2 separate regions of the Mus musculus genome follow, and region 2 is linked to region 1. The links are chromatin contacts, called in public Hi-C maps. All regions are on one chromosome and are shown on one strand. Each heading gives the region's core, a stretch centred on a gene start, on an enhancer-like site or on the middle of the called end of the contact. The rest is flanking DNA. Distances are from core to core; before and after follow the strand shown.

Region 1 (5,885 bases), core at 1,319-3,818:
TGCAGTAAATTGCCCTTTTCAGTAGGCTTCTTCTTGTAACATGCAGTTGGTTCCTGTTGCAGCAAGCATTAGTACTCATTTGAGTATCTCCTACAAGGCCACTTGGCATTTATGTAACTGCTCACCAGACGATGGGTGTTTTGGTGTCAGAAGATTATTATTTAAGGTGGATATCATTTTCATTTGCTTGGGCTTCAGCATGGAAATATAACAGATTGGATGGCTTAAATAATAGATCTTGTTTTCTTGTTGTCCTAGATGTTAGAAGTTCAAGATCAGGGTGGTAGCACTATCAGATTCTAATGGCAGCAATTCCATTGGCTTACAACTAGCCCTCTTCTCATGTGTCCTCAAATATAGAGCAAGCATGTCTAGAACATTATTGTACAAGGATATCTATCCCAGTGGCTAAGGTCCCACCATTATGGCTTCCTTTAATCTTTTTTTTTTTTTTTTTTTGGCTTCCTTTAATCTTAATCACTCCCTTAAAGGCCTTATTTAAAACTAGGGTAACATCATAGATATTACATCATATCGATGACATGATGTTGAATGAGATGAAGTGATTGAGTTCAGGGTTTGTCAACTTCCCACTATTGCTTTTTGGATCAAGCGACTCCTTATTATTGAAAGTGCCCTGAGCATTGTGGGATATTTAGCAGTGTCCTTGACCTCTATCCTTTCAAAACCAACTAGTATCATCCTAATTGTGACAACCAAAAATATACTTAAGTATGGTCAATTTAGGGAGGAGAAGTCAAGCACACATTGTATTTGTGAGCCTCTGATGAAGTAGAAAGAAAAGTAATGGTGTAAGAGAGAGAAATGGGACTTGGGTTGGGAGTGACTCAGTAGCTGAGTGTGTTTTCATTGTGCACAATTCCATGGGTTTAAAACATTAGAACAACTGTATAAAAATAAAATAGAGATAAAGAAGGGCCAGGAAGGGAAGAGAAAAATGAAGAAAGGAAGGGAGGAAGAAAAAGAAAGATAATCAATTACAAGAGTGAATTCCTAGAGTCAACAGAAGATAGAGCAGTGACTGGCCCTAAATAGCACCATGCAGAATGGATTTATGGGATGCAGTTGAGGTAGGTTTGTTGAGTGATTTGCTGGTGAAGGATGTCCTAGTGTTATCCTTTTAAAATTACACTGACACGTAGTGCAGTTATACATATTTGTGGACTATCGTGTAATGTTTGGTATGTGTTCATAGGGCAGTGTCCAAACTAGGACAATTACTTCATCAGTAACCTTACATGCTGATCATTTCTCTGTAGTGAGAACATTCCAAATTCACCTTTGTGGGTATTTGAAAATACATGATATGTTGTTGTGAGATATTGTCATCCAACTGGGCCAGAGAATGCCAGAACTACCAGTCTATGCCATTTGAAGATGAGGAATACCTTATACTCAGTTCACTGCTAAATACTGAATCTCGATAGATTTTCACCTGATCTATGTGTAACTTACTTCTAAAGAATTTGTCTCATAAAACCAGCAACTCTGCTAGAACTTACTGCTTGAGTAGTAATATGTTGACATAGAAATTGAGGTACTGTTAACTATAACTTCATTTAAAAAAAACACAACCTTATCAATAAAGCTGGAAAATATAAATAAGTGGCCTGTGAACACAAACCTTCCTTTGAATCAGTTTATGTAATTCTAACATGAGAGTCTGGTTCAGTAGATATGGAGAAAGGCATTTTTGCAATATTTTCCGGTAAAGATGACCTTCTTAGTTCATGAACCACAGTATAGAGAGCAAGGATGTAGGTCCATCAAAGACTGAGCTGAATAAGTGATTGGAAGGAGTCATAAATGAAGTACCAAGGTCATCACTAAGTGTGGCAGGGAGTTCTTGGTAATGCAGAGATGGAAGAGAGAGCACAGCTCACAAATGCCATACAACTACACCAAGCACAGATGGGAACAATAGCAATCAGTCCCTTGCTATCAGTTTAGAATTCAAAATGGCTCTGGTTACTTAGAGACATGGAGAGAAATCAGCAAAAGAAAATTTCAGACAAGACAAATTGCTAAGTTTTGGGTGGGTGTTCCCAAAGATCCATGAATTAAAAGGCTTGATCCCCAGAGGATACCATCAGGAAATGCTGTGGAGGTGCATTGTTAGAAAGTAGGACCTTATGGCTGGTGCTTAGTTCATGGGACATGCTCTATAGGATTGTAGGACTCTGAATAGACTTCCCTCTGTTTGAGTGATTTCTCTTTTCATCAAGTATTTGTTGTTCTGAAAACACTATTGTCACTGTTGACTACCCTTATTGTAGGTCCAAAGCAATAGGGCTACATGAACTTAAATCTGAATCCCAAGAGTCACAAACCAAAATAAGCCCTTTTACTTGTGACTTTTATTTGACCCTTTATATGTTTCAGGTGTTTAATTATGACAGTACAGAGCTGACTAACTAACATGTAAAGAGTGCTCAATCTGCAGAGAAAAAAAGCCAACCTTTCAAATCTGTGATGAGCCATGATAAGGAAGATGGATCTTTGTATCCTGCATACCCTGGGCTGATCATGAGTCAGCGATACAGTGTCCTGGTTTCGAAATCAAGTATAAAAGTAGATTACACAATTAGAAACTGAAGCAATTTTCATTATATTTAGCACTGCTCGACTAGAATTCTGCAGCTAGTTTTGGGATAGATGAATTCATAAGGATGCAGAGAACTCAAAGACTCAAGCGAAAATGTCAAGAATAATTGAAGTTTTGAGGAATAAAATTTACTGGTTAGAGAAAAAGAGTGAATGGTGACTTAATGTCATGATTTTGTCCATAAAGTCATGTTTTATAGGAGACAGAGACAGTAAATAATACTTTTATATTTTTCCTATGAACCAACTGAGATGAAATGCTTCTCAATTACTCTATAAGATTTTTGGTTGATGTATTAGTCACTTATCTGCTGCTGTGATGGAATATCCTGACTAAAAGTAACTGGAGAGAGGATTTATGTTGATCTGCAGTTCTAAAGGATAACATCCACTAAAGCAAGGAAGACATGGTGACAAGAGCAGGAAGCCAAGTGATCAGACTTTTATCCATAGACAGGAAGCAGAGACAGAGAAAGGAAAGTGGGATCATTCCATAAAACCTCAAGACGTTCCCCCCAGTGACTTACTTTCTCCAGCAGCCTCTACCTCATACAGGTTCCATAACCTTCACAAACAGTGGCACCAACTACGGACAAAGTATTCAAATATATAAATCCTGTGGAGACATTTCTCATTCTAACAAATACATTTGGATTTGAAGACATTTCTGATACAGATGCTAAACATCTGAATATGCTACCAAGAGAAGTTAATGAAAACTTATTCTGCTAGAAGTCTTTTACTATTTTCTGAGGATTAAGTATAGCCCAGATTAAAGATTAAGGTACAAGAAAGCTAAAATCACGACGTCTATCTGCCAGTGCCATCCTGGGCCACTGAGGACCAACTCTGAGAAAGGAAAATTGCTTCTATTCCTTCAGGGTGCATGTCCTGGGGGTTGCTAATAAGTCACTCAGTGATGCCATTCCTGAGAGATCTAAGTCTTTTGGGTGCCTAGAGTGAGGTGGAGATTGTTGGGTGTATATAGTGATGTAGTGAGGTCCAAGTAGGAATTTTCACATGGTTTCTTTGTTTTTGTTTTCTAGACTGGTTCCTCAGAGTCTGAGAACCATTCCATACAATCACAGCAGAACTGTTTGACCCAAATCATTGAACAAATAAAAATCCCACACAGGGTTTACATAGAGCAGGGGCAGCTATTCCTAATCATACAAGGATGCATAAGATAACATACATGGGTGAAATGCCCAGGATGGGGAGGATTAGAGCCAGGAGGAGACTGCTGAGAGACTTCTGAACTTGATAGCAGCAGTTTAAACCCAAGTGATTTCTACCATTCAATAAGACTCTGTGCATCAAACTTCTTGAGCCTTGAAGATAGTCTCATAGCTGCAATTTTAATGCATATCTCCCAACTTTGAAAGGTATGGGCAAGGGCCCACTGATGAGGGAATAAATAAGCAAAGTGCATTGCATTCGCACAGTGGAATTCTTTTTTATCATTAAAAGCAAGAAAATTCTAACATGTTCTACAATATGGATGAATATCGAGGACATTATGCTTAGTGGAATAACCAGTCATACAAAAAAGATGAATACGTCTGATCCCACTTATATTAGATATAAAATAACAGAGACAGAAATGGTTCTGCCTGGGGCTGGAGGAGGGCCGCACTGTTTAATGAACAGAGTCCCTGCTCTGTAGATGAAAGGTTTGAAGATGGATGGTGCTGATGTTACTGTGACAATGTGGCAATGTAGACGTAGTTAATGTCACTGAACTGTATGCTTAAAATGGCTCAGATGATAAATTTTATGTTATTGTGTATTTTATCACAATAAATAATTGGAAAATACAGCCACGCACTCCAGCAATCCTACTCCTGGTTATATATAGAAAAGAATTAAAATCAGCATGTGGAGGACTTAGCATCACTCCCCTGTCATTGAGATGTGATGTATGAATAAAGAAAATGTAATCTAGCTACAAAATGGCTTGACTTTCAGCCACAGAAAGAGTAAAATCCTATCATTTGAATAATTTGGATGGACCTGGCAGATATTAGGCTAAGTGAATTTAGCCAGACATAGAAAAAAATAGCACAGAATCATAATTGCATGGTGTTTAAAATAGATGTGTAGAATCAGAGATAGGATTTGTAGATTTCTGAGTGTTTAGCCAGAAGAAATGGGAAGATGTCCACAAGGTATACATTTTCACTTATGCAAAATAAATAATTTCTAGACATTAACTGCACAGCATCAGACCTATGATGAACAATTACACATTGTCTACTTAACAATTTGTTGAGAAAGTAGGCCTTATGTGCTCTGGCCATAAGAAGAAAACAGACTAAAACAAACAAACAAACAAGCAAACAAACAAAAAAGGGAATCTTTGAAGTTACAGAATAAATTCATGATATGGATATCCATTGGGAAGACAGTTTAGAGAGTTTTGCCACTAGTGGTTTTAATCTGGATCAGGTATTTCCAAATGTCATATTCAAAGAACTGAATAAGCACCATGAATGGTAAAGTAGCAAATGATTTTGTTCAGAAGCAAAGTAAAGAAGTACTGGTCAGATGCCCTGAAAGAGAGCAGGGACCTACCTGAGCTACAGTGCTCAAGAGCTGGGGTTTGGGAAGGGTTGTCTCAGTGGTTCAAAGCACATGTTGAGCTTGCAGAGGATCCAAGTTCAGTTCCCAGCACACACACATGTGGATCAGAATCATCTGTAATTTCAGTGTCAGGGGATCTCACAACCTCTTTGACCTCTCAAGATACAAAGTATGCACAAGGTGCATACATGGGCATCCAGGCAAAACACTCAAACACATAGAATAATAAAATAAATAAATTTAAAATAAAGGAGAAAGAACAGTATGGTACTGCTTAGCACCTCTCATAGGGCACAGAAGGAAGAAACACTGCTTGCTAGGGGAAGGGTATGGGGGAACTTCTCTTTTTATTGGCAAGCTTAAGTTTCTTCAGTGCATACATCCTATCTAATGATGGATGTGTTTTAATCATCATATTCATACCCAACCATGTATAATAAGCATAAGATGGTAAATGGAGGGTTGTCCTGAAAGCTCACTTAGAGAATACAGTTTAGTTTACTGCACATGTACCCTAAACCACCCTAGGCTGGACCAACCTCCTGCCTCCCAATAGATGCACTCTGTGATATGCTTGAATGGAAACAAGAAATTAGGAAATATTTGCTAGAGAAGAGTAACTATATTGCCATTGTTTGGAGTGGAATGTACAGTCATGCTGTCTCAGACTTGTTCAT
Region 2 (5,885 bases), core at 1,074-3,573, 530 kb before region 1:
GGCAGATCTCTGAGTTCAAGGCCACCCTGACCTACTGAGCAACAGCTAGAGCTACATAGAGAGACCCTGTCTCAAAAGACAAAACAAAACAAAACAAAACAACCAAGTAAGAAAGCCAGAAAATTAAATGTTCAGAACTGTGTGAACAGCAAGATACTGCTGCAGTAAGAGAAAGGGGTGTTTGTTACCTCTGCTGAGGTCACTGCAGCCCCTGGAGCGAGAGAGAAAGACTGCAAGGTCTTGCTTGCTTTTCAACATTTATCCTTCTTATTGTTAGGGTCAAGGAATCACCTCACAAACCATACGAACACCGACCTCAGTCAGATAGGGAGAGTTTATTGAGCACACACCTCAGGACTGGTCGACCAGGGCCATGGCCCAGATTCAGGAAATGAACCATGATATTGAGTTAAGATTCTACAGGATTTTTGAACCCCAAATCCACAAACATCTGTGCCACGTTATTTCACCAACCAGGAAATAACTGATTGGTTAGATTAGGGATAGGGGATTTCCTTAGGAACTTGTCTTTGATGTACATTTATCCTGTTTCCATTGGTGTTGGGGCATTCCAGCTGTGGCAGGGGACTTACCTTGTCAAATAATTATGTTCTACCTCATCTACCAAGATGAGACTTGTCTAACGTTCGTGTCTTAACTTGCCAACCAGGATGTCAGTTACCCATGTACATGTCTCTTTCTGCCAAGTAGGATGTCAGTTCCTGGGGAGGTCGTGGGAGCTTAAACTTTACTCGACCATTATTCAACATGGAAGGCTCATTTTAAATAGTTTCTTAAAGCTCTTATCTCGGGGTCGATCCTAGGGGCAGCTTATACCATGAAAGCTTATACACAGGAACAGGAAGTGCTGTTGGGTGGTTGGTTTTGGTCCAAGCAACTTTACATACATCAATGGAGCAGGGATTTAGGGCTTGCTCTGGTCCGGGCTCTCTAGAGTCACAGAACGTTTGGAATGTCTCTATATCTTAGGGGAATTTATTGTAATGACTTGCAGTCTGAAGTCCAACTAACCCGACAAGGGGCAGCCGTGAATGTGAGATCTAAAAGTCTAGTAGTTGTTAATCCCACGAGGCTAGGTGTTTCAGCTGGTCTTCTGTATGCACTGGAATCCTGAAGAAGTGGGTTCCAGATGTGCTGGCAAGTAAGTGCAAGCAGGTGAAGAAAAGCAAGTCTTCTTTCTTCCGTCGTCTTTATGTCGTCCTTCTGCCTCCAGCAGAAGACATGGCCCAGATTAAAGGTGTGTACCACCTTGCCCGGACCTAAGCCATTCTTTACTTGGAACTTGCTCTGTCCCAGGCTGCCGTTGAACTCAGAGATCTGCTTGCTTTTTTCTTCTGGGATTAAAGGTTTGTACCACCACACTTGGGCCTAAGTTTTTCATGGCCACTATACCTCAACATCCAGGCCAAAATTGTGTGTCATTCCATGTCAATATCTGGATCAAAAGTCTGTGTCTTCCAGCCTCACGATTTGGATCACAGGTGTGTCCTCCATTTCTGGATTGTAGTTCATTCCAGATGTGGTCAAGTGGACAACTGGGAATAGCTACTACAGGGCTGAAAAATAAACAAGTCATTGATCAAGTGGGGGGGGAGGGGTTTGACAATCAAATGTCTAGAAGGGGAAAGGTAGCCACCGGAGACAAGGTGGGGTCCTCTATGGAGTTCACAGGGTTTCTACAGTTCCCTAGGGATGCCAGAGGACAGCCTGGGCTCAAAATGAGAGGGGTGAAGCAGGGAGCAAGGGAGCAAGGGAGATGGGGGAGAGAGACTAAGCTCTCTCTGGGTGTTGGTGAGTGATGGATATACACTCCCTCCAGGCCAGTTCTCTGGCAAGTGGCTGTGGTCTTGAGGGGTGGCTGAACATGGGGGGCAACGAGTGTTAAGACCGTGGTCTATCCTGTTCCTGCCAATGTGGATCCGTTCCGTTGTGGAGAGCAGGCAAAATGGCAAACGACGCAGCATCTGAAGAGGCGTGATGGTAGCCTTGAGGACAGCACTTGGCGACTGAGTCTGACTTGAACTGGCTGCTTTTTCTTTATTGCAACGATGGCAGATGGATGAGCTCAGAGCATTCTAACACAAGCGTGAGCGTTGACTGATATTTTCTTGGAAAACAACCCATGTGAGCCTCTGACTTGGATGAGAGTGACCGGAAAATGTGTTGCCGATGTGAAAAATCTAAACTTTAGGGGGAAGTGGTAATTGGGAAATACTTTGTGCAACACAGTTTGACAGCTTCCTGACTTTACAGTGTTCACCCTGACATCAGCAGGAAAGCAAATGTGAAATGTGTACTGTAATGGTTAGGCGTCAACATTTGAAAGGTCGCGGTTTTTCAGTGAACCCTGTTTCCTGAATGATGGATGAATGGTAGTGCAGCATCGAGCCTGGTCAGTGCAAAATAAACCAGTTGTAACTGAGTGTGAAAACCCCAGAAGGTTTCAGATTCCACACTGTAACTGCCTTAAAGAGACTGCATCCCTGTGCGCCCACATCTGGAAAAATCAACATTTCAAGGGTGGGGGGATAGGCAGTCAAGAACTTGAAGCCTTCTTAATGGAGCCACGGGTGTATGGGGTGGGGCGTATTAAGTGCTGAGACCCGGTAATTTACAAAGAAATAATCCTCCGGATTCTGGTTTGAATATTTTGCCTTAATGGGTGTTTATCGTGCCAGGGACCCTTGCTGCCCACCATTTGTAGCAAGCCCCTTCTCTGCTCTTCTCTGATGCTGTTAGTTGGAATAGCCATGCCTGTGGTTTTTGGGAGAAATCTGCTTCCTCTGATAGTTTTTGGGAAGGTTTGATGCTGCCGTTTTAATGAGAAATGGCTGCTCTCTTTATCTGTCTTTCTGTGAGATATCCAAACAAAGCCCCCAGATTGGGCAGCTTACAAATGACAGAAGCCTATTTCCTTGCAGTGAGAAGAACAGAATCAATGTCTGCTGGGAGCCTGATGTTGACCCATGGATGACACCGCCTCTTAGAGTCTATGGCAGAAGGGGTGAGCCAACTCTCTGGGGTCCTGAACACTAATCCATTCGTGAGGACTCTGCCATCAGGACCTGATAACGTACAAACAGCCTCACCGTGCCTAGATTCTTCCTCCTCTCTCCTTACCTCTTCTGTACCCCTCTGTCTCTTTATCCCTCCCCCATCATTACCCTCCCCCATCCCTCCCCCATCATTACCCCCTTACTCTGCATCCAGGGCTCAGTCTGAGGATATCCTGAAGCCAGCATGTCTCACTATCTGAGTTCTCTGTTCCGCAGGACTGGAGGAAAGGGTGTGTGTGGCTCCCTCTCTAGTAAGGGAAGAGAAAGCAGTGGTCATGGGAACCCTGACCTGGCTCCATGGTCACCATGACCCCCTCCTATTTCCTACCACTTGCCAGGTCTCCCATCCCCACCATCTACAGCTGACCCTGGGAGTGACTGCTGGTCCACGTCATATTACAAAAAGCTAGTACCTTCTGAGAACCAGACTCGAGAGGAATGGCTTGCCTGTCTTTGTGTCATATGTCATCAAAATACAACTTGTAGTTTGCATGGCTCGAAAGATCAAGAGACAGGAGCTGGTCTGTGTGGACACTTTTAATAATCTCAGAAACTGATTTTTTTTCCTTGTGATTTGGAGTCACTTGTGGCTGGGGACAGTGCCATACAGAGGAGAGCCCCACTCCCAGCCTGGTGGACTGCTGTGAGTGCAGTGTTAAGAATAGAGCAGAATGCTCAGGATTTCCCAAGGCTGGCAAGGGTTCTGGGGCCACTTACCAGTTCCATCCTGTATAGCAAAGTGGAACAGCCTGAGCCTTAGGTCACAGCGTCCATTCCGGTGTTTCCCTCCTGACTGCCGAAGGTAGTTACCTGGGGGATGTTTGTAATTACATCTGAAATGTATTTGTCCTTTTGGTTTATGTACCTTTTTTTTACTCTATTTTTTAATGGCAAATTTTGTTTTCCAACAGTTCATCAAGTCACTGTGTAAAGCAAAGAGCTCCAGTACACTGAGGTGAGAAGAAATGAGATAAATTATACCATAAGTGGTGGCACAGAAATTTAATCCCAGTACCTGGGAGACAGAGGCAGGCAGATCTCTGAGTTGGAAGCCAGAACGAGTGCCAGAAAAGCTAGGGCTACAGAGAGAAACTCTATAAAAAAAACAAAACAAAACAAAAACGAGAGAAATTAGCACTCGCAGCTCCTGAGGAGGCCCTTCTGTGTCCTGTCTCATCATATGTGCTGCTAAAGCTGTCCCGTGTTTTTGAGGATTTCCCCACCACTCTCATAGAGGTGGGCACACATCTGGGTACATGTCAAAGCTGACAATCGCAAAACCTCCAGGCTTCCCCTGTCTAAGTCGAGTGAGCAGACACAAGCCAGGAATGAGGGCTGAGAACAGCGACTGGCCTTACTCATCTGGTTCAGAAACTCTTGGAGGATTTCCCACTTGAAGAACGTTGGGGCTTCCAGTCACCATGAGCTGTTTTTCCTTGGTGAGGAAATGAGTCCCATGCCAGCGCCCATCACTCAGTGAACCTAGGCTTTTGCGGTAGGTTCTTTGGCCTCCCCTGGATGAATTTTGTCTCCCCAGTTCACGCTCCTCAGCTCTGCCAGCATGGGCACACCAGAAATAACTATCTGCACAGGATTTGGTTTTTTGAGCTCCACAATTCAATTCCATGCAATACTCGGCAGAAGCAACATCTTTAGTACTGCAGTGCAACATCACAACCAGCAGGTGGCGCCGCATTCCTAGTTTGTCTCTAAGGCTTTCTAAACCCAACTCGTGGCCTGTCATTTGAGGCTGTACTTGTTTGCTCCCTATACCCCTCTTTCAAAATATAATACGTTGATAGAAATCCCGAGGTTATGGAAGGATAACAGGAGAATATTTTTTAGCATGAGAGGCATTGAAACGGGGTCTCTATAGTCCGGGCTGCCCTCCAACTCACGGTGATCCTCCCGTATCAGTCTCCCCAAAGAGATGATTGCTTCATGTTTATTATTCACAGAGCTGGGGCCATGGCTCAGTAGATAGGGACATTTTTTGGTCTTGTAGAGGGCTTGGGTTTGGTTCCTAGCCCCGACACTGTCTATAACACCCGCTGCAGGAGATCAAAGACCGTCTTCTGATCTCTGCTGGCATCACGCAGGCGCATGGTGCGCACGGATACGCTCAAGCAAAGCTAGCATTCACACAGAGAAAATAAACGAATCAAACAAACAATAACAAAACGTTTGCTGTTCACGATTCCCAAGACACACCACAGGAAACATCATTGTGACCCAGAGGCAGGGGGTTCAAAGAGCTGTGGGCAGAGCCTTTATTGTGGTCCCCGTGGAAAGGAACAGGTGATGCAAGGTGGACATGTCCACAATGGGAATATGTGAGTTGTTTAGGAGACTCGGGGACTCGGGCTATCCCTGGGTGTCTGATCTCTACCCTCGGGTGCTGAGGGCAGTGGGTAGACTGCCTGAGAGCCTCTGGGAAGGAAGCAGCACTGTGTGCTGCAGTTCCTCAACAGCCTACCACGGAGATCCTCTAGGGAGTCTGCAGAGAAATCTCTGATGTGGCGGGAGGAGAAAGGTCAGGAGTAGATGGAAAGGGGTCAGGTTGTAAAGTATAGTGCACACACCTTCTTCCTGGCTCATCACAAAGTCCAAAGGAAGGGGGGAGGGGGGCCAAAGTTCCATCCATCCTCCTGCATCCATCCATCCTCCTGCATCCACCCATCCTCCTGCATCCATCCATCCTCCTGCATCCATCCATCCTCCTGCATCCATCCATCCTCCTGCATCCATCCATCCTCCTGCATCCACCCATCCTCCTGCATCCACCCATCTTCCTGCATCCACCCATCC

What was found. Hi-C and Micro-C count contacts between places; a contact is called where the count stands out from the background.
Region 2: a contact with region 1 is called in a Hi-C map of bone marrow-derived macrophages, with 13 read pairs. The contact joins two enhancer-like sites. A contact is called at or near these places in 3 of 484 Hi-C or Micro-C datasets (bone marrow-derived macrophages and embryonic stem cells) and 1 of 9 other capture datasets (adipose tissue).

The regions. Positions count from the first base shown.
Region 1 is chr13:35,414,369-35,420,253 of GRCm38.p6, reverse strand. No RefSeq gene overlaps it. Among named protein-coding and RNA genes, the nearest start is that of Gm22674, 120 kb to the right of the region's middle. Within about 2 kb of position 2,568, at least 4 of the 459 cell types and tissues checked have an H3K27ac peak or open chromatin away from gene starts, as enhancers often do. A contact at or near this core is called in bone marrow-derived macrophages, where this site is marked.
Region 2 is chr13:35,946,414-35,952,298 of GRCm38.p6, reverse strand. No RefSeq gene overlaps it. Among named protein-coding and RNA genes, the nearest start is that of Gm30127, 15 kb to the left of the region's middle. Within about 2 kb of position 2,323, at least 9 of the 459 cell types and tissues checked have an H3K27ac peak or open chromatin away from gene starts, as enhancers often do. A contact at or near this core is called in bone marrow-derived macrophages, where this site is marked.